Regions from separate parts of the Mus musculus genome. Here all the other regions are linked to region 3. Evidence: chromatin contacts called from public Hi-C, HiChIP or PLAC-seq and promoter capture Hi-C data. All regions are on one chromosome and are shown on one strand. The core of a region is the stretch at or near the end of the contact, and the rest is flanking DNA. Distances in the headings are between cores, read along the strand shown. Region 1 holds the start of Car12 (carbonic anhydrase 12). Region 2 holds the start of Pdcd7 (programmed cell death 7). Region 3 holds the start of Snx22 (sorting nexin 22). Region 4 holds the start of Lactb (lactamase, beta). Region 5 holds the start of Rps27l (ribosomal protein S27-like). Region 6 holds the start of Clpx (caseinolytic mitochondrial matrix peptidase chaperone subunit). Region 7 holds the start of Rasl12 (RAS-like, family 12).

The links. Promoter capture Hi-C pulls out the DNA fragments that hold promoters and counts their contacts. A called contact is a pair of places that touch in the nucleus more often than the background predicts. HiChIP or PLAC-seq counts read pairs in DNA pulled down with a chosen protein or histone mark. Capture Hi-C pulls out chosen DNA fragments and counts their contacts.
Region 1: a contact with region 3 is called in a promoter capture Hi-C map of liver, with 2.3 times the contacts expected there. The contact joins the promoter of Car12 here to the promoter of Snx22 in region 3. A contact is called at or near these places in 4 of 39 promoter capture datasets (the C10 cell line, liver, pre-B cells and 1 more).
Region 2: a contact with region 3 is called in an H3K4me3 HiChIP or PLAC-seq map of fetal liver, with 2.9 times the contacts expected there. The contact joins the promoter of Pdcd7 here to the promoter of Snx22 in region 3. A contact is called at or near these places in 6 of 39 promoter capture datasets (the 3T3-L1 cell line, erythroid cells, hippocampal neurons and 3 more) and 3 of 115 datasets of contacts at active chromatin or transcription factors (bone marrow-derived macrophages, fetal liver and pancreatic cancer cells).
Region 4: a contact with region 3 is called in a promoter capture Hi-C map of liver, with 3 times the contacts expected there. The contact joins the promoter of Lactb here to the promoter of Snx22 in region 3. A contact is called at or near these places in 5 of 39 promoter capture datasets (embryonic stem cells, erythroid cells, liver and 2 more), 3 of 484 Hi-C or Micro-C datasets (CD8 T cells and embryonic stem cells), 1 of 115 datasets of contacts at active chromatin or transcription factors (large pre-B cells) and 1 of 9 other capture datasets (liver).
Region 5: a Hi-C map of B cells shows a contact between it and region 3, with 14 read pairs. The contact joins the promoter of Rps27l here to the promoter of Snx22 in region 3. A contact is called at or near these places in 3 of 39 promoter capture datasets (HPC-7-derived erythroid cells, embryonic stem cells and pre-B cells), 1 of 15 datasets of contacts at CTCF or cohesin (large pre-B cells), 1 of 484 Hi-C or Micro-C datasets (B cells), 6 of 115 datasets of contacts at active chromatin or transcription factors (astrocytes, embryonic forebrain, embryonic midbrain and 3 more) and 1 of 9 other capture datasets (embryonic stem cells).
Region 6: an H3K4me3 HiChIP or PLAC-seq map of bone marrow-derived macrophages shows a contact between it and region 3, with 6 times the contacts expected there. The contact joins the promoter of Clpx here to the promoter of Snx22 in region 3. A contact is called at or near these places in 1 of 39 promoter capture datasets (erythroid cells), 2 of 484 Hi-C or Micro-C datasets (CD8 T cells and regulatory T cells) and 3 of 115 datasets of contacts at active chromatin or transcription factors (bone marrow-derived macrophages, large pre-B cells and memory CD8 T cells).
Region 7: a contact with region 3 is called in a promoter capture Hi-C map of embryonic stem cells, with 2.6 times the contacts expected there. The contact joins the promoter of Rasl12 here to the promoter of Snx22 in region 3. A contact is called at or near these places in 2 of 39 promoter capture datasets (embryonic stem cells and liver).

The regions. Positions count from the first base shown.
Region 1 is chr9:66,712,422-66,715,156 of GRCm38.p6, reverse strand. It overlaps Car12 (carbonic anhydrase 12), which reads right to left and starts at 1,471. Exons shown (of 11, transcript NM_178396.5): 1 at 1,224-1,471. The coding sequence starts at 1,308.
Region 2 is chr9:65,344,672-65,347,371 of GRCm38.p6, reverse strand. Pdcd7 (programmed cell death 7) reads right to left here and starts at 1,304. Exons shown (of 5, transcript NM_016688.2): 1 at 364-1,304. The coding sequence starts at 1,230.
Region 3 is chr9:66,068,400-66,071,182 of GRCm38.p6, reverse strand. Snx22 (sorting nexin 22) reads left to right here and starts at 1,424. Exons shown (of 6, transcript NM_001379335.1): 1 at 1,424-1,577; 2 at 1,926-2,009; 3 at 2,393-2,497. The coding sequence starts at 1,503.
Region 4 is chr9:66,974,143-66,976,876 of GRCm38.p6, reverse strand. It overlaps Lactb (lactamase, beta), which reads left to right and starts at 1,393. Exons shown (of 6, transcript NM_030717.1): 1 at 1,393-1,836; 2 at 2,093-2,159. The coding sequence starts at 1,486.
Region 5 is chr9:66,944,770-66,947,490 of GRCm38.p6, reverse strand. It overlaps Rps27l (ribosomal protein S27-like), which reads right to left and starts at 1,405. Exons shown (of 4, transcript NM_026467.5): 1 at 1,311-1,405; 2 at 552-660. The coding sequence starts at 1,316.
Region 6 is chr9:65,292,941-65,295,640 of GRCm38.p6, reverse strand. Clpx (caseinolytic mitochondrial matrix peptidase chaperone subunit) reads right to left here and starts at 1,381. Exons shown (of 14, transcript NM_011802.3): 1 at 1,076-1,381. The coding sequence starts at 1,154. It also overlaps the pseudogene Gm16218.
Region 7 is chr9:65,397,108-65,399,807 of GRCm38.p6, reverse strand. Rasl12 (RAS-like, family 12) reads right to left here and starts at 1,320. Exons shown (of 5, transcript NM_001033158.2): 1 at 1,141-1,320. The coding sequence starts at 1,243.

The DNA of each region.
Region 1 (2,735 bases), core at 222-2,721, 640 kb before region 3:
TTTCAAAAAAAAAAAAGATCAATAGAGTCCTTCTCTCCTTTGTGTGAGGTGCTTGGTGCTAAAACGACTTCTGGTGAACTTCAGTCTCTATAGATTCCTTTAGAGTTAGTAGCAACCCAAAGTTAACAGTTTTCAAAATTGATCGCCACTTTTGTGGGACTTCTCCCACATTCTGCTTCTTCCTGACTGCGTGGGAAAGGTGATAGTAGGCAGATCCTGCCAGCCAGTCGATGAAGGTTCAGTAAAGGGGTAGTGGCTTGTTGCCCACCGGCAGAGTGTGGTCCTCCAAGGGGGGAAGGAGAGCAGAGCTCTGATACTGCTGGGCAGGAGCTGGGCTCTCTCCCCGCTGCCTGGCCAGGGGAATCATTGTTCAGCCACTGGGGTCACTCTTGGTCCCTTCTATTGCAACCCAAGAACAAGTATCACCACAGTGTGGGGACCCATTGACACAAACAAGCAGGACCCAGTCCCCACCTTCTCCCTAAGGTTAGTAGTAGCCTGAGGGAGAGGCAGGCTAAAGCTTGCTTTTCCTTTTCTTATTCCAAAGGAGTTAATTATCCAGGCTTTGGACATGAGCCCACAATTCAGGCTCCTCTTCCCACCTCAACCTGACACCCTGTTCAGCATACTTGCCCTTCGGGTTTCAGCCCCTTATTACAGTTAGAAATAAGGCATGTGCGCACACATGTAGGTTCAGTGTAGCAGAGATCTCGAGGGGAAAGACAATGACTAACGGTGGGCTACATTATCCCCTGGACACGGAGTGTGAAACCTACTGGTTAACTGCCTCTCTGAGGGTTCTGACGATCAGCCAGACACCCCTTCTTGCGGATCACAGCACACAGGAAGACAGTCCTTTCTCAGCGCTCTGCACGTGGTTCCGGGATCCTGGCTAGCAAGTTTCCAAGCCCCATCTCCAGAGGTAGTGTGCTCAGAAAAGAGGCAAATGAGTAACTACAACTGTGCACCAAGCACCGTTAAAAAAAAGTGCCTCCAACTAACCTCAGCTAACAGTGCATCCCAAACGATCCCAAAGCTAGCATCCTTTCTTGAAAATGTGCTAGGCACACAGCAACTTCCTTACTCGCTCAGTAGTGATTTTACTTTATCTTGCAAGAGCCTGGCAGAAATCCTCTCTCTGCCCAGGCATGGCTCAGTGCACAGGACTCTTTTTTTTTTTTTTTTTTTTTTTTTTTTTTTTTTTAAGTAAGCAGAAACTTTACCGTTGAGTGGGGCTGAGCTGGAAGGCTGCTTCTTAAGGATCACCAACAGGAGGACGACAGTCGCGCGCAGGCTGCGGTGAGGCATCTTTGTCCTGGCGACTCAAAGCTGCCACTCACTCGGAGCTGTGGGGCGCTCGGAGCTGGCAGCGGCGCACCAGCACAGTGTGCACTTAGCCTGGGACCAAGACGTGCACGTTGGTTGTGTAGACTCGTGGCTGCCTGTAGGCTGCTTTTTAATGCCGCGACTCAACCCTAAACATGATGTCATCAGGCAGGAGGGCGGGGCAGAAAGCCCAGCCTACCGGAGGGCAGGAGCCCCAGGTCCGAGGTGAGTTGAGGTCCTGACTTAAGTGGTCCTCAGTGGCCCACTGCGGCGGTCCTCTGGGCCACAGGTTACTTGGGGGAGCCAGTTCTCACAGGGAGGTATGGAAAGTCAGGGACCCGTGCAGCACTCACTTCCCTAGATGTGACTGTGGTCTGTCACTGCCCTTACTTGAAAGCCCCAGCATAGAATGCTGTTTGGGCCAAAGCCTCATTCAGGGTCTGAATGTTTCTGCCTGGTCTTAGCCAAGTAGCTGTGAATTACACATCACATCCAGATTAAGCTCTTCTCAACGAAACCACAAAGAGACTGCGAATCGGAAACTAAGATAAAGGGATTCACAGAAATGAGTCGCTTTTCTTGGCGATTAGCATTTCCCTTAGGAGGAGGAGGCATGTAGACAAGGCTTACTCCTTGTGCAAATTCACAGGATCAGCCCATCTTCGGTAGGCAGCAGGTGGAGAAGGTGCCCTCTCTGAAGTAGTGGTGAAAGAAAAGGACTTGCTTTATTACCGAGTGTCTACAAGCATCAGAGACCAGGCTAGGGGTTATGTGGACCAGTGGCCAGGCTGTTTCCAATGCTGGTTTATCACCTGTTGCTACTCCTGCCCACTATTCTCCAATCTCCGCTTGCTTTGCAATATGCACACTTACACTCTAGACAGGAGCCCGTTGTTCTGATCACGTTTGTGTCTAGCCCGCCCATGCGGAGCTGAATCTTCCTGGCCTCCTGCTCTGCTGTTCCCCACCCTTACCTCCTATATCGTCTGTTTGTTATTCCCGCCCGAGATGGTCTCTGCTTCCCTGGCTCCTCCATATCTCTCTACCACCTCAGGTGTGGGGCTCAGTTTCCTGCTCCTACTAACCCTGGTCTCCTGCTGCCTACACATACGGAATAGTACATAACCCCATGTTTGTAACCTGGCCCGCCATGCCCTCTTCTCTGGGCCAAGTCAACCAGCCCAGCCCTCCCCCATCCCCCATCTGTTCTGGCACTCAACCTACAACTCAGGTTGGCCTTGGTGACCAAAGAGGCCATTTGTTCACCTACAACTTGGAGAGACTGAGCAGCCGAGAACCACCAGGAAGCAGGTGTCGCCTGCATTTCAAGGGGTGTTATTGTTCTGTCCCTAACAGCTCAACTATTGTATGGGTAATAAAGGGCTTGAAATCTCTTCAAGGAAGTTGTT
Region 2 (2,700 bases), core at 55-2,554, 720 kb after region 3:
TATCAACCTCATCAGCCAATTATGTTATAAAGGTTTCTAGGTGTGGTCCAAGTCCTCTACATTTGCATGCTTTAGGACAGTATAAAAGATACTGCTCTGCATCTTCAGTAAGTGGATCCAACTTTGAAGCAGGACACAAGAGGTGTGTCCTCCCAGAAATGCACCAGTGTAAACCTGTCGCGTGTTTAAGGGACTTTATAGTCCAAATTCTAGAGTTTTATGCACCACACATCGTCAACAAGGAATACAGAGCAAAGAAGTGGCAAAGGCTAGCTTTCGCGGATAAGCATACAAGTTAACTAGCACGCAGATTCGAGTTCCAGACACCACAGCTCCAACCACCGAGCGCATACTGGTTCTCACCCGCTTCTTTTCCTCCACTTCCTGCACGCACTTCACCCTCCAGCGGTCAATCTCCTGCTCCCGTTCCGTGGCCTGCGCGGCCTCCGCCTCCCGCTCAGCCTCCCGATCCCGGGCCCTCTCACGAAGCCGCAGCCGGCGGCGCCGGACCCTCTCCAGCCTCCGTCGCGCCTCGCCCACATAGGCGGCCTGGGCCAGCGGCTGCAGCCGCTCCGCTAGCTCCGCTCGTAGTGGCGCCGCCTGAGCGTGCAGGGAGGCCCAGGCTGCTCCGTCGGCCTCAGCCTCGCGCAGGGACTGCCCCAAGCTGCGTAGCCGCCGCACCAAACGCAAAGCGGAACGCAACCGCGCGCGGACTTCACCCAGGCTGGGCCCGGCGGGTGTGCGCGGGGTCCGGAGGCCACCGGGCCGCCGGGGGTTCCCGAACACCGCCTCCAGCCACTGCCGATCACGCAGGCGCTGCAGGGCCGCGTCTCCGAGCACGTCGGGCGGCGGCGGCGCCTCCGCCCAGCGCGGGCTCCAGGGCGGCCCGGGACCTGGAGGCGGTGGCCGTGGACGCTCGACGGCGTCGGGCCCCGGGAAGGGCCGGCACTGCGGCGGCGGCGGCGGCAGCGGTGGGGGTGGCACCGGGAAGAAGGCGCCGCCACCGCCACCGCCGCGGGAGGCCTCGGCTGGCGCGCGGGGCTGCAGGGCCAGCGGAGGCTGGAGGAAGGGGGCGGAAGCCCCCGGGAAGGGGCCGGGTCGCTGGGGAAGGGGCGGCGGGAAAGCCGGAGAGGGCAGCGGCGGGGGCGGACAGCCGAATGGAGCGGAAGGCGGTGGCTGCGGAGGGGGAGGTCCCTGACGGCTCTGGGCGAAAAAAGGTGGCAGAGCCATGTCTGTAGTGCAGCGGTTGGGAGCAGTGACAGTAATCTGGGAACTTCTTTATCCGGGTTCCAGGAGGAAGTGACGTGTATAACGTGCGACCGGTGCTTGACTCACTTCCCGGAAGCGAGGCGTAGTGCAGGACCTTGGTTTGTCGTGCCAGGAAGCTTGAACCTTCCCAAACCACCAAGGATCCGTCTCCGATGTTAGGGTTTATTTCGGGCTCAGGCTCGGGCTCTCCTCCAAATCGACCTTAACACAGCAGGACAGAAAGAGAAGGCGGAGCAGCCCTGAACCCTCAGTAGAACAAGTTTTTATAGAAAAATAAAAGCTGAAAGGAAATAAAACTTGAGACATGTGATTCATGTAATTTATGTCAAATAGCCCAAAGAGTTGTTTGTGAGCTTTGAAACCTGGGGCTGAGAACATAGCAGAACAGGCCAGGACATGCCCCCCTATCTCCCGCCCTTCTGACAGTCTGTTGATGTTTAAATGAACCAATCATGTGAAACCTCGCCAATTCCTCCCCCAGCCCCATCCCTTTTCTATAAAAATCCCTAGCTTCCAAGCGTCAGAGTCGAAACCACTGTCTCCTGTGTGAGATACGTTTCGAACCGGAGCTCTGCCATTATGGCTCCACCATGTGGTCGACACCTCTGTCTCCTGAGGGAGATATATGTCGGCCCGGAGCTCCGTCATTAAACTACCTCATGCTTTTACATCAAGATGGTTGTCTGTTCGTGATTCTTGGGTGCGCTCCGAATGGAAATTGAGTGGGGGTTTCCCCACTAGGTTCTTTCAAAGCGAGGGAGGGGTTGTCCAGTCTGGCAAGCATCTAATAGAATGACTATAAGCCAATAGTTGGGTGCCCTGAATCGTGCATTTGATCACAAACAGTTTGAAAGTACATCTGAAACAATCAAACTAATCTTTGATTAACTGTTGCTAGGAAGTAGCTAGGGATTAACTCTGGCCAAGGACAAGCCATGGGGTCCTTTCTGGTATTTTGGTGCAGCTTGAGTTCTGCTTTTTTCTTTTCTTGAAGATGGAGGCTGGTCCCAAGATGGAGTAGGTTTGGCCTCTCCAATTCAGTCTTGAATTCAGAAATCCTGATGATTGTTAACGTTCTAGAGGGACTAGAGACACGGTCTGAAGCTCCGGCTAAGATCTGAAAGACAACAAAAAGTTATGAGAGGAACACAGGATGGAAGCAGCAGGTACTAGTGATTTGCAGTATGTCTGCTGGGGGTCGAAAGAATGCAGGGTGTAAAACACAGAAACACAAAGAGAAGCTAGGTGGTCTTGGAGAGATAGATGTTACAGTGTCCATATGTCATATTGATAGAACCTAGTGGGGAAACCCCCACTCAATTCCCGATTTGGTGTGCACCCAAAACCCAAAAAATCACGAATAGACCGTCTTTGATGTAAACACACAAGGTAGTTTAATGATGGGGTTCCGGACCAACATGCATCCCACAC
Region 3 (2,783 bases), core at 175-2,674:
ATGATCCTGCTGTTAACCAAAACTCCGGTTTGGTGGTCTTTTTTTTTTGTTTGTTTGTTTTGTCTTTTTAGTTAACTCTACCTGTAGCCATGTTGGCAATTCAGAATAACCATCACACATGACCCAGTTTGAGAACAGAACACTGGGCCATTGAGCACTTTACCTAGAGCCCAGTAAGGAGTGTGGGGCTGAGGTAGAAATGGAAGCCATTTCTGTGTTTACACATGAAGTGATCATTCTGTCTTGAAATCTTACTATAGCCAGGCAGGCACACATCTTTAATCCCAGTACTTGGGAGGCAGAGGCAGGCAGATCTCTGAGTTAGAGGCCAGCCTGGTTTAAAGATGGAGTTTCAGGACAGCAAGGGCTACACAGAGAAAACGTATCTACATATTTAGAAAAACCAAACCCAAACTAAGCAATGTGCCAAACAAAAATCCTACTACATTCTGAAGAAGACCAGCAGGGCGGATGAGAGCAGCTGGGGCCACCGCCTCTACACTCATTTTTGTTCCTCTTCTCTACACACATTTCTGTACCTACTTCTTATTATCTGTCCATCATCACCCATCCATCCCAGCTGAACAAGCCCATAAGGAAGCCACTATTGGGTCCTGGCTGAGTTGCTCAAGCTGACTTTGAATTCCTGGTTTCAAACAATTCTCTTGCCTCAGCCTCATAGATAAGTGGAACCCCTGGCCCGTGCCGCCCAGCTTCACTCAGTGTTTATACTTATGTTACCTGCTTTACAGCTGTGCAGAAACTCCACACAGTTCTTGATATCTAGGCCATTCGACTTTCAGTGCCAAGCCTGGGTTTTTAAACTGCCTCTTCCCCATACACTAGCTTGAAGCAAACTAGGCATGCTAAGGTAGGAAGGATGAATGGATGGACGGGTGGATGGAATAAATGAATGGTTTGTAGGTGCTCATCAAAGCTAGAATGGATCCCAGCCTCACCCCGGCACTACCTCAGTTGGAGTCTTCAGGTGGTGCTACCAGGGACCACATGAAAGAGGGAAGGTTGTGGTGGCTAGGTTCTCTAAGAACAAGGATGGTCCTAACCGGAAGCCCAGACCTGAAACCCACTGTGCCTTCCTCTGACACCTTAGCATCCAGGACATTCAACAAAGACCAGGTGAAATTTTAGAGAGACCAGGTAAAATGTACCTCGGCTGACTACCTGGGATACTAGGGAAATGTTTGACAAATGGGTGACCCTGCTGAAGGTTCCTTCCCTTGCATGGCGACCCATGGTGTTATCTTCTGGCCTCAGGACTTTAGTGAGCCAGGGAACACCCTGGGCGTGGCGAGGGCGGGCTCCCGTATCAGAGGGTGGAGCCTGGGGCTGAAAAATCCAGAGAGTGGGGCGGAGCCTACGGCCCGGGGGCAGGGCCTGGAGCCCGAGGGCGGGTCAGCCTCTTAGGGCTGCTTGGCTGCTCCAGGGAGTTCGGGTGCCCAAGCGCTCGATCCGGGAGAGGCTGCAGCCGGGTCGGGGCGCGGATGCTGGAAGTTCACATTCCCTCGGTGGGGCCCGAGGCCGAAGGGCCCAGGCAGAGTCCAGAGAAAGGCCACATGGTGAGCAAATGGACGAAGAGTGTGTGCGGGGATCTACCGATTATCTTCGCGATCAGCGCAAAAGGGACCCAGAATTCAGGGCTAGGACATTCGTCGCAAAGGTTCGGGGTTACTTGGCTTTGCCAGCCCCTTGGACAATGGTTTGGGCTCTTGAGGGGTCGCTTGGAGCAGAGGGGAGGGCCGGTTACCCTTTTCTTTCAGGTGTGTCTGGGGTTCGGAAGGGGTTTCCCTGATGGTGGCACGCCAAGTCGGCTTTGTGCCTTTCTAACACCAGAAATTGGGCGCGTCTCGCGGCGCGGGTCCTACTGCATCCTTTGGACCCGCCGTCTGCACTCCTCCGCCCGCCAGGTGTTCCAAGTGGAGGTGCTGTACAGCGGACGCAGACACACCGTGCCGCGGCGCTACAGCGAGTTCCACGCTCTACACAAGCGGGTGAGATGTCGCGGACTACCCACCGATTTGGCTCCAGGCCAGGTCCCTCGGTGGCATGAGAAAGAGCTCTGATCCCAGCTTCTGGTTGGTCACCCCCATTACTGTCCCAGCCCCCAGGAGGGTGCAGATCATAGGCGACTCCCCCTGGGCTGCAGGGCCCCTCGCGGGGAGGACGCAATGGCTAGAGCTCAGCTCAGACTGACCTTGTCCGTGTGCGTCCTTTCCACTCTCTGGCTTGTCACTTCTGTCCCAACCACCTCTTGCCAGCTGTCCCAGGTTGAAGCTTAAAGACAGACATATAGAGAGGACTGGAGAAAGTCCTCAGCTAGATGCAGTGGGCTTGAGTGCTTTGCTGGGAACTCACCTCTGTAACTGATGTACAGATCAAGAAACGGTACAAAGTGCCTGACTTTCCCTCAAAACGCCTGCCCAACTGGAGGACCAGAGGACTGGAACAGCGCCGGCAGGGATTAGAGACCTACATCCAGGTGTGCACGGGGTACACTTGGTTGCCCCTAAGTCTGAGGGACCAGGGGAGACCCAGTTAGAGATGTGGGAGTGTGTTGGGTCCCACAACTTGGGGTTGTTATTCAGTATCTCAGGCTCTTTATCCAAATGAGTACGAACTTTTCTATCTGGGTTATTGAAAGTTTTGAATAATCCAATGAGTAGATTCTTCACCCTTAGGGTGTTTTCCTGTATTTTCTTCATGAGGTGTGTGTGGACTCCTTCCTCTAACAGTGATAGTTATTTGACTAGCCTGCCCACTTTGTG
Region 4 (2,734 bases), core at 144-2,643, 910 kb before region 3:
CAGAAAGGGTTTTGGTCCACATGAATCCACCCATTTTGCTATTTGGCACTTATGACGTGAGGCTCCTACCCTCTGCCACAGACTGGGGGACAGGAGCTCTGTTTTCCAGTGGTGGTTGGAACAAACAGTAACTGCGTTTGGAAACTCTGATCTTTCTCAGGCAGGTATTTTGAAGAAAGATAGGGTCACTCTAGCAACGCAGCCTTGAGCTGTGAGAAACTGTGGAAGAGTTTCCTACTCAGGAAGAGAACTGAGAGTAGCCTGGCTAGAGTTTGCTTCAGAGAACAGGACTGGGTGTGGAAGGGCAGCTGTAGCGCCCAGTGGACCCTGGCCATGTAATAATACTAGCTGCAGCTGCATCCATCGCACCACTGGGAAGCTGATTCACCGCCCACGCCTCTGATCGTAGAACCCTTCAAACCCTCTGACAAGAGAGGAAGGCTGAGAAGGTACATTTCTGGGCCATCACCTGACAACTCTGTAGATTTAGACAAATCCCTTAGCCTCCCTTTACTCCAGTTTCCTCATGGAACTGATGTCAGACAACACAACCAATCTCCAGAGCAGTTACGATGATTAATGTTTGCTAGAATGATTGTCACTGGGCAGGAAGGCGAGTCAAGACATAAAATTCTCCTAAAAGAATGAAAAAAACCCACATCAGGTTTGCTTTTTCCCACTTTTGTGTGTGTGCATGTATATACATGCATATTAGCATTTGCCTGAGAACGTCCCAGACTATGTTGGAAACCATCTATAATTGCGCTTCTAACTTTGGATTGAGGCTGGGTTTCTCAATCCGTTACAGGTAGGCGCCATGCCCACTGGGCATTTTCACCCGGATACTGGGGATTTGAATTCCAGTCCTTGTGTTTGCATGGCAAGTGTTTTAACCACTGTGCATCTCAGTCAAACAAAGGGGCGAGTGTTGTTAACATAGGCATAAGGTGGCAAGAGGGTGTTGCTGTGACAGGAGACTTGTCTAAGGATATCATGTGTGTTGTGAGAGAGAAGAAGCATGGAAAAGGAGAGAGATGAGGAGGAGAAAAGGAAAAGAGAGGCTTGAGGGACAGGTAGAAACTAAAGTGGGAAGGAGAAAGAGGAGAGAATCAGAAATAAAGAGAGGGAAAGAGAAAAGAGGATAGAGGGAGGAATGTGGGATGCGAGAGAAAAAGAAAACAAGAGAGGGAGGTTAGAGCTAAAGGGAGAGAAGAGAGAGGAAAAGGAGAAGATAAAAGAAGGAAGAAAGATATGAAAAAGAGGGAGGGAAAAGAAAGCAAGAAAAGGAGGGGTGGAACCAAAGAGGATTAGTAGCCAGAAGGCTAGAAAGGAGACGAGGACCAGGCGCTCGATGCGCTCGTCGCTCACCCACCCGGCCTTGACTGAGAGGTACTGTAAAGCCCCGCCTCAGCCCCGCCCCCTCGTCCCGCCCGCCGCGGGCCAAGCCGGAGCAAGCTAGGAGGCAGCCGGCTCTGCGGAGGCAACATGTACCGGCTCCTGTCAAGCGTGACAGCTCGGGCTGCGGCCACCGCAGGCCCAGCCTGGGACGGAGGGCGGCGCGGGGCGCACAGGCGACCGGGCCTGCCTGTGCTGGGCCTTGGTTGGGCCGGCGGCCTGGGGCTCGGGCTGGGGCTGGCTCTCGGCGCGAAGCTGGTGGTCGGGCTGCGGGGCGCCGTCCCCATTCAGTCCCCCGCGGACCCCGAGGCGTCCGGCACTACCGAGTTATCGCACGAGCAGGCCCTGAGCCCGGGGAGCCCGCACACGCCTGCGCCGCCAGCAGCCAGGGGCTTCTCCAGAGCCATCGAGAGCAGCCGCGATCTGCTACACCGGATCAAGGTGCGGGCCCAGTGGGCGTCAGGGCGGCGGCTTCCGTTTTTCTGACTGCCTGGCCGCGGGCTGACGCTCTTAGGGCTGCTCAAGTAGCAGCTGAGGTCACCGGTCGCGGAGGGGCCCGCCCCTTCCCCTTTAGAGTCCTGTGCACTCCGACGGCCAGGGCAATCGGAGCAGAACCATTGCCCTCCTGGTGGGCGGGACCGCAGAGTGGGCGGAGTCAGTCTACTTTTGAACCACCAGGGTCTTTCTTTTCTCTTAGGATGAGGTTGGTGCCCCCGGCATCGTGGTTGGAGTTTCTGTAGATGGAAAAGAAGTCTGGTCAGAAGGTGAGTTCAGCAGGTAGCCCATTTTGTTATTGGTAAAATAAAATACTGATGTTTTACAGGTTGGAGTTGCAAAAAGTGGCACATTTGTAGAGACAATGTATCCCTAGAATAATCAGGCTGTTTTATTTATCACTGGAAAGTTTAAAATGTAACTAACTGGGCTAGGAGTATAGCTCAGTGGAAGCTCACTTGCTTAGCCTCCATGTGTGAGGGCAAAATAAAGTAAATAATTAAATTGTGTGACTCAAGTACGTGGATGTGTTCAAAATGCTGTTTCTTCTCCCAGTTTACTCTTAAGAATTGGTCTGAAAATGGAATGTAGAACAATCCATTAAATTACCACTATTACATATTAGATAACCCTTATTAGTAACTAAAATGTCAGTTTCTGCATATTTTTATTCTTTCATTCTGTAATTTTTTTATTCCCCACTTCTGTAAAAGGCACTATACCAAGTATTAAGAATACATGATATCCCTGGTCCTTAATGATTTACAGTTTATTATTACATTTACTAGACAGAGTGTTACCTGTTTTGTTTTTAACGACAAGCTTGAAGTGGTTTGGGATGGAG
Region 5 (2,721 bases), core at 156-2,655, 880 kb before region 3:
ACTTGTCATTTATATATTAAGTGATGTTTTAACAGAACTTAAGTTTAACAGAATTTCCTGTAAATTCTGTAAACAATAATTATTCTAGAAGTCACTTGTTTTTTTTAAGGTGAAACATTAAATTTAGTATTCCAGAACCGTTAACATTTCAGCATGTAACAGACATGTCATCTGTTTCAAGTTATAGCTTCAGTGTAGTGTTTTACTCTTAAATTCTGTTTCCATTTCCACATGTTAAGTACTAAACAGACACATATGGTATAGCAAACACATCAGACAGCAGTTTGAGAATGAAGAATCAACATATATTTTATTTGCATTGCAAAAAAGAAAATTCATCATCTTAATGATCATCTTAAGTTAAAGACTTAAGTCAACGTATCCTTTACCTGGCTCCCATATGTTTCTACAAAGGTTTGAGTATGTTTCTTTAAAATGACCCTTATGACAATTCTGTAATGTCATTTCTAGTCAACAGTGGATCCTGACTTATTAAAGTGTGAATCTTTCCTGAAACGTCCTTTAGGACAGGGAAATTTGAAATTTTATACCTGGACATTTCACATCCATGAAGTAAGAATTTGGGCTCTGAACCAGCCGTTTCTTCTTATGTTTTTTCTTCTCCTCCTCCAAGGAAGGGTGTAACAGATCTCTAGCCAGCTGTGGAAGGAAACATATTGTTACTACTGGAGTCACAGTACACGGGTGGCAGCCCGAATCACACGAGGAACGCAAAGCAGGAGCAACAGGCACACTCCGCAGAGGGGGTACTTAAGACCCTAACTTTTCAAGATAGGACCACTTTCACCCACACGTTGCCAGTCCTTTCCTGGCACTTTACAGCGCTCGGGCAGCATATGGGAGAGAGAACCCCTTTGTCGTTTGGCTGGGTAGCCATCAAAGCTAAGTAAAAACCAGCGTCTGGCTCGGGCCTCCCCGAAGCCGCAGCGCAGCAGATCAGAACAAGGCCGGGATGACCTCAGCCCCGGGGCTCCACATCCAATGGCCAGCACAGGGCTGCGGCATGCTCGCCCGGGGTGGAGTGAACGTGTCGGAAGCTGCGAGGCCCGTTAGTGACCCTGAAGCCCATGGTGAGCTGGGAGCTGCACCCCACGGGCTGGCCACTCACGCGAGCCCGGACAGGGCCCGCCACGCCATGCCGCGCCGTGTCGCCCGGACAAGTCTCAACAAGCCCGCCATGCCTCGGCCCGCAGGAGCAAGAGACGCCGCGGGCTTAGCCGCCTGCCGAGGCGCCAGACTAACAGAAAGCCTGAAGGAAAGCAAGCCCGAGCCCAAAGTCAAAAACTTACGGGCATGGTGACGGCTCCGCAAGCGCGGCCGCTCCAGGTCGCCGAGACGAACTGCTCGCTTTCGAGCGCCCCTCAGCAACTTCCGGGATAGAGGCGGCGGGGAGGAGTGGAGAGGAGTGGAGGCGGGGGCGACCGCTCTAGGCTCCCGTCTCAGTGGTACGGCTCCCGCCCTGACCGCCGGGCCAAGTCCAATGAGGGACATTTAAATGGCTTCTGCGTTAAACTCCGACTCCGCCCTGCACCCAGGCCGGGCTTCGGAGGCCCGGGCATTAGGCATTAGAGGGAAACCAGACCCGAGGCTGCAACTAGCCTGGTCTCCCCTGTTCATTGTGCGGGGCAGCGGACAGGGGGACACACGGAACAATAATCTTTGTTCTTCGCTGTATTACAAACACCATAGGCGAGCCTGGGAGGGGGCTGGCTCAGCGCTTAAGAGTGTGTGTTGGTTAAGACTGTGTACTGCTCCCGCAGACGATCTGGGTTTGGTTTTCAGAACCGAGCTGGGCGGTTCGAAACTGCCTCAAACTCAACTCCAGGGAGATCTGCAGGTCTTTTCTGATCTCTATGGCACTGCACTCCCTATGCGCGCGCGCGCACACACACACTCATAATTAAATTTAAAAATCTGATTTTGGGGTTGGAGGTGTAGCTCAGCTAATAGCATGCTTGCCTTGCCTTCATGAAGCCTTAGGTTAAATCCCTAACACCACTAAATAAATAATTTTTAACTAGAAAGATCCCACTGACGGGTTGTGAAACAAACTTCTAGTCTTGTGTCTGTGCCTTCTAAGGAGTGAGACTTGAAGTTCTGCACCGGATAGGCTTCACCTCCGGTTTGCTTTGCTCTGAAATAGTTTTTTAAACAAATCCCATTTGCTGCTGTGTTTGATATGCCTCTGTCTCAGAAAACGTGGTAGGTGGCACCTAAGAAAGAAACCTGATATTGACCCCCTGGCTTAAACACACACACATACACCATTTATAAGCTTGACCCTAAGACTGTCCTACCAATTTGGGGAAAAAAAAAAGATGTATAATACTCAATTTGCATAAAGCAGAAGAAAATTAAAACACCGCATTCCCTCATGGAGGAGTGCTCACCCAGTAAGTAAGAAACCCCGAGTTTGATTTCCAGCACTGGATACATCTAGGGGTATGGGGCACACTTATTATAATCCAGCACTTGGGGTTTAGGCAGGAGGGTTGGAAATTCAAGATCATCTTCAGCCATATGGGGCCATCTCTGGAACACCAAAAATGAATAAACTGTAAGTCAATACTAAATATGGTGATATAGATAACTATGTAAATTATTATGTGTGTACGGGGAAAATAATGGTCCTAGAAGTTCCAATGTCTCAATGTCCATGGTCTGTGGTTACTTGACGAGTACAGTTAAGGCTGCAGTCTG
Region 6 (2,700 bases), core at 132-2,631, 780 kb after region 3:
TAAACATGATGAATTTAATACCCCTAGTACCAAACTGTAATACCTTAAGCCCTCAACGAATGTAGGTCAAACAATACATTAAAATTATGTTTCTTTCCAGTGTTTACAAATCAAACCTCTGGAACTGGGACACCTACTTGAGGTGTGGCAATGTTTTAAGACTAAATCTTACACTTACGTGTCAATACTAAATGCTTCCGCCTATGTTACTCCATTTCATGTGTATTATAAACTGCCAATTATACAGTTAGTAGACAATGATGATTTTAGAATTAGTCAAAAAAAAAAAAAAAAGGAAAACTGCTTTTATTGATCCAAGGATCGTCATGAAAAGACATCTGTAAGTTCAGAGCCTAACAAGACCTAGCCTTACAATCTGATATGCATAGACTTGTGGGAAAGAAAAACGGGTTTCATTCCCGGAATCTCTTGGCAGGTGTGCACTCTGTCACAGGTCCTGATGAATAGAGAAGCAAAGTAAACAAGAGCCACTCCACTCTTAGAGGCTGATCCCAGCTGTCAAGCTGGGGAAGCGGGCGAATGACTGTTGCTAAATTTAAGTATTTCAGGAATTCCAGCGGTCGTTTTCGCCCCACCTCCCCGCTGCTTTCTTGGGACCCCAAGTTTCCCAAATATCTTGGGACCCCAAGTTTCCCAAATATCTGGAAGGCCAGCGAGCTGTGTTTACGTCTTGTCGTCCCCGAGACCGCACAATGTCAGTGACACCCTTGCGCTGCCGGTCCAGGCGACTAGCCCGACAACCGGGCACAGACTCCCCAAAAGTGACAGGCCCCAAGAAGGGCTGCACGGGGGACACTTTTAACGAGTGTTGCGTCGCACTCGGTTGTTCTCCCTGAGTTGAGGCGAGATGGCCTCATTCCAGCCCCCAAACTCCGAAGGCCCGAGAGCTCACAGGCCAGCGATAGCCCACCGGGTTTCCTTCCAATCCGACAGCCAGGTACTCCAGAGGCTCGTAGCGCCTCGCAGCCTTCAAGCCCTCCTCTCCCCCCGGGATCCCCACAGGTTCACTCGCCGAGAGCCCAGAGCGGGCACCGGCTCGGGACTACTTCGTTACCTCTCTGCGCGGAGGTGAGCGAAGTGGTGAGAAGCCGGGCGGCCGCAGCGCCGCAGGTACAAGCGCCGCAACTGGACATCTCCGCGGGGCCTAGGCCAGGGCTTCGCGCCCTGAGGATCGAGGGGGCTCAGCGACCCGATCGTGTCGCGCGAGTGTTCCGCTGACTGGCTCCGCTCCCTTCCGTCGGTTCTATGCTGGCGCAGCGTTTTCCCCACCAGGCAGCCAGGCCTGGACGATCCCAGCGTCCCACCGCCTTCTACTCACCGGAGTAGGCTCCTCCCCTCCTCCCCTCCCTCCCTACTCTCCCCCATTCCCCGCCCACCCCGGCCGGGGAGCGTGCGCGCGCTTGCGTCCTAGACCCAGGAGGAGGCGTGAGTTTACGCTGCGCATGCGTGGAGACTAACGTGATTCCAGAGAATGGGGCGGTAACCTGGGCACCAATGAGCGCGCTACGGCAAGCGGCGAACCCAAAATTTTGCGGTCGCCTAATTTCTCGGGAAGTCTCTTTATTCGGATGTTAAAAAGTTTTAGACCCAAAGAGACACGCGCCGTGTCGGGAGTTGACCCTACGCTTCTTAGGAGCAGGGGAAATAAAAGCGCAAAAAGGTGAGGATCTTTTTTAAGTGATCCGAAAACTAAGAATGTAATTCAGTGGTAAAGACCATAATCCCACATAATAATTATAAACAGACAGTAACTACCAGGCGCTTGCACTTCGGCAAGTTCCTTCCTTCATGGACTCTATATCCTGGCTTCCTTTATGTTCGCTGTTTCGTTTCATTTGCAGCATGGAAATGGTCTCCTAATCCCACTCCCACTCCGAGCAACAAGCTGGATAGAGCTAGCTTTCCTTGCTCTTTCAAGCTTTGTGATGATAAAGTTTTCAGTCGGGGCTAGTTGCCTGTGTGGATTTTTGTTTTGGTTTTCTGAGCGAGGGTTTGTCTGTGTAACCTTGGCTGTCCAAGAACTCCCTCTGTAGACCAGGCTGACCTCGAATTTAAGAGTACTGCCTCTAACACCATATGGGTTTTATTTGGGTTTGGTTTGGAATTTATGCCAGAGTAATTATATATATATCATCAACTCTAGCCGCCAAATTGCTAGGTGGCCTGGAACTTGTTCTGTAGCTGAAAATGGCTCTGAACATCTGATGCCTGTGCTCCCACCTCTAGATGAGACTACCGAGTTGTACCACACCCTGCTGGAACCTTTAGACAGAAACTGTGAGGAAAGAGAATTAAGCCAGGATCAACACCAGTTCACTTACATTAACCAGCGTCAATCTCCAGCCAGAAAAGTGACTTCCAGTTCCCCGGGTCTAGCTCACAGAAGGGGAATTCCAGGTGGTTCATACTACTACAGGGTTCTTTCTTAGAGAGCTGACTCGTGGTAACACCTCATGGTAAAGTTTCAGAGATGAAAGAGAATTCTTGTCTTTCTTCACTAAGACCCACTCCTTCTTCAGCTGCATCCAGGAATACAGTTGTGAGGAGAGACTCAAGTCCTCTCAGTATGTTGCTTTCCAACTGTGTTCTTAGACTCTCTCAGAAGCTCTCCCTCCATGGATGCTGTGAGCAAACCAAGAGGGCTGTCTCTGGCTTCTCCCGCCCAAAAAGAGAAGTTAT
Region 7 (2,700 bases), core at 71-2,570, 670 kb after region 3:
GTTTGCTTACCACGTACGAAGCCCTGGGTTCCATCCCCAAGTTTACCAGTGCCAGGAATGGTGGTACACATTTACAAACCCAGCACTTGGAAGAGGAAGGTAGAGGATTCAGGAATACAGGGCCATCCTTGCCTTCATAACAAGTTCTGGGACAGCCTGGGCTACATGAGACTGCCTCAAAAATAAAAGAGAATTCCTTCATCCGTGTAGTCACTAGCTGACCATTGGTTGAGTCACTGGGAACAGGCTGGTTTTCAAAGGAAAACCGTGTTTTGGGTTCCACTTCTGAGCCAGGAGTGCTGACTTCAAACTTCCTCAGAGAATCTCAGAGAAAGGAAGAGAAGGAAAGTCATAGCTCACAGGCCTGGTGGCCATTCGCTGTAGGCTGGAACTGGGTAGCCAGAGGAGCCCCTTCTGGTCCCCCATCTTCAGCTGGTTGGGTCTTTAAGTGTCAGAGAGCAGGGCAAACACTCCTTTTGGGGTCTCTGTGATGACTTTTAGAAGTGATGAAGGTCTAGGATGACAGAAATTATCTTAGTAGTAGCCCAAGATCCCAGGTTTCCCAAGGACAAGGTCTTGGCACCTGGGACTACAGACTTTCTTGAAAGTCAAGAGGGGTCTGGCTTGAAACAAATACATTTGATAAGAATAGTCTGTTTCAGAGTCCCAAGGGTTGGCAGTGGAGGAGTGGCCCAAGCCTGAGAAATTCTAATCTCAAATGACTTCTACTAAGTTTCTTGGAGGGGGTGGGGTGGACAGCACAGATCAAGGAGTAGCAAAGATGCCACTGAATTCAAAGGGGACCCAGGACTGGAGACCAGCGCCAACAGGTCTCGTTAGTGTCAGCTGATGAGATTTGGCTGCTGGTCCTAGGGATGCAGATAAGTAGAGGAACTAAGAGAAACACAAAGAGAGAATTTGGGGGGGGACAGGAGTCACAGGCACCGAGAACAGAGGCAGAGGCAGGCAAGCAGCTAAAGATAACCAAAGCGATGGAGAAGCAAGGCGAGAGTGATAGCCTGCAACAGAGAAACTGAGGCAAAAAGCAGTCTTAGGGACTCACCCAACCACCGGGAGAAGCAAGCCCCTGAGAGCTGGTGGATGAAGCTGCCCTCATCCTCCGCTCTCCAAGCTACTCACCAGACTTGCCCGCTCCGCGGCGCCCAAGGATAGCCAGGTTAACTTCCAGGGGCACGCTGTGCGGCCCGCTGCCAGCTCGGGGCTTGCCGAACACCGACGACATGGCGAAGCTGCAGATGGCCACGCCGGTCTCCCGGCCCGATGGGCTGCTAGTTGCACGCCCCCAGTCACTCAGACTATGGTGTCCGCCCGCTGGAGGAGGGGCGTGGACGGGGCGTGGCCTCCATGCTCCAACTGCCTTTTAAAAGCCGCTGAGCCCCCAGCCAGAGCACCCTGCAACCAGGGTTGCACTCCTTGCCTCCTGGTGGGTCTCTGTGTCACTTTTGCTTTAGACCACAGCCAGCTCACCCTCAGCACTTTACTTCTGTGTTTTGCATGGGCGACTCCAAGTAGCATCGCTGCAGAACTCAGGCTCCTGGGACAAAGGATTTGTGCCCCTTGCTAAGACTTCATGACCTAGCCAGGTGTTTTATGCTTCTAGTCCCAGCATTTGGGAAGCTGAAGGAGGGTTGCAGCAGTGGTGCATTGGAGGCCAACCTGGGCTATTCCAGGGTAGCTTAAGTTACATGTGAGGCTGTCTCAAACCAAACATAAAACACCTCACCCACGCTCCTGTAAGTAAACCTATTTGAACTCATTGGCTCGCCAAAAATTAATCAAAAGTATGACAATTGGAAGGAAGGTAACTGGGAAGAGGAAGGGGATACGTGAGTGGTAGGGACATGAGAGGGACTATGGGGGCTGTGGCTATGACCAAAATGCATTAGATGCATGTGTGAAAATGTCACATCAAGACTCATTATTATGTATAATTGATAAATGCCACTAAAACGTAAAGCTTTCTACAGGTTTGGCTTCCAGAAATCTAATCCATCCTGGAATACTTTTTCTCCCTGACAGGAGTAAAATGTGAATGTGTCTTCTTTGTTCTGGAGTGGACAGCAGTTCTGAGCTTGGTGATGAGGTTGATGAAGTAGGGGTCATTCCCTGGGGTCTCAGATCAGGCTATGCTGGAGATAGGGCACAAGAGCTTAGTTGCTGAGATAACTTTGGGAAAATCACCCACTTCTTTGGGTTTCTTTTCTTTCTCTCTTTCTTTCTTTCTTTCTTTCTTTTTTCTTTTTTTGCAACGCAATAGCAGCAATGGACCAGCCCTTCTTTGGGTTTTGATGTCCCTGTCTATAAATACCAATGGGCAGATAAATGCAAATTTTGGGGTGTGATTTTGGCAGGCCTGAGTAAATTCTAGAACCCTGAAGGCCTGTATTCTGGAAAACACTGATGCTGGAGAGGGAAGGGCATACTAGCTCCATCCCATTCCTGGCCCATAATGGTGAGCTGTCACCCATTCACCCACTGTGAGGGGAATCCACCTGCTTCCATAGCTGTTAAGCTAATAGAAAGTCTTTGTTAGTTAGGCAGCAATTACACTGGGTGTTTGGGATCCCAGTGTAGCCTTGGGCCTTTCTCAGGGTGAGCTTTTCAGCACAGAACTATTTCCCAGGTTGACACATATCAGTTAGCAAGAACAGTTAGCCAGAATCAGAATTACAGAAGCCA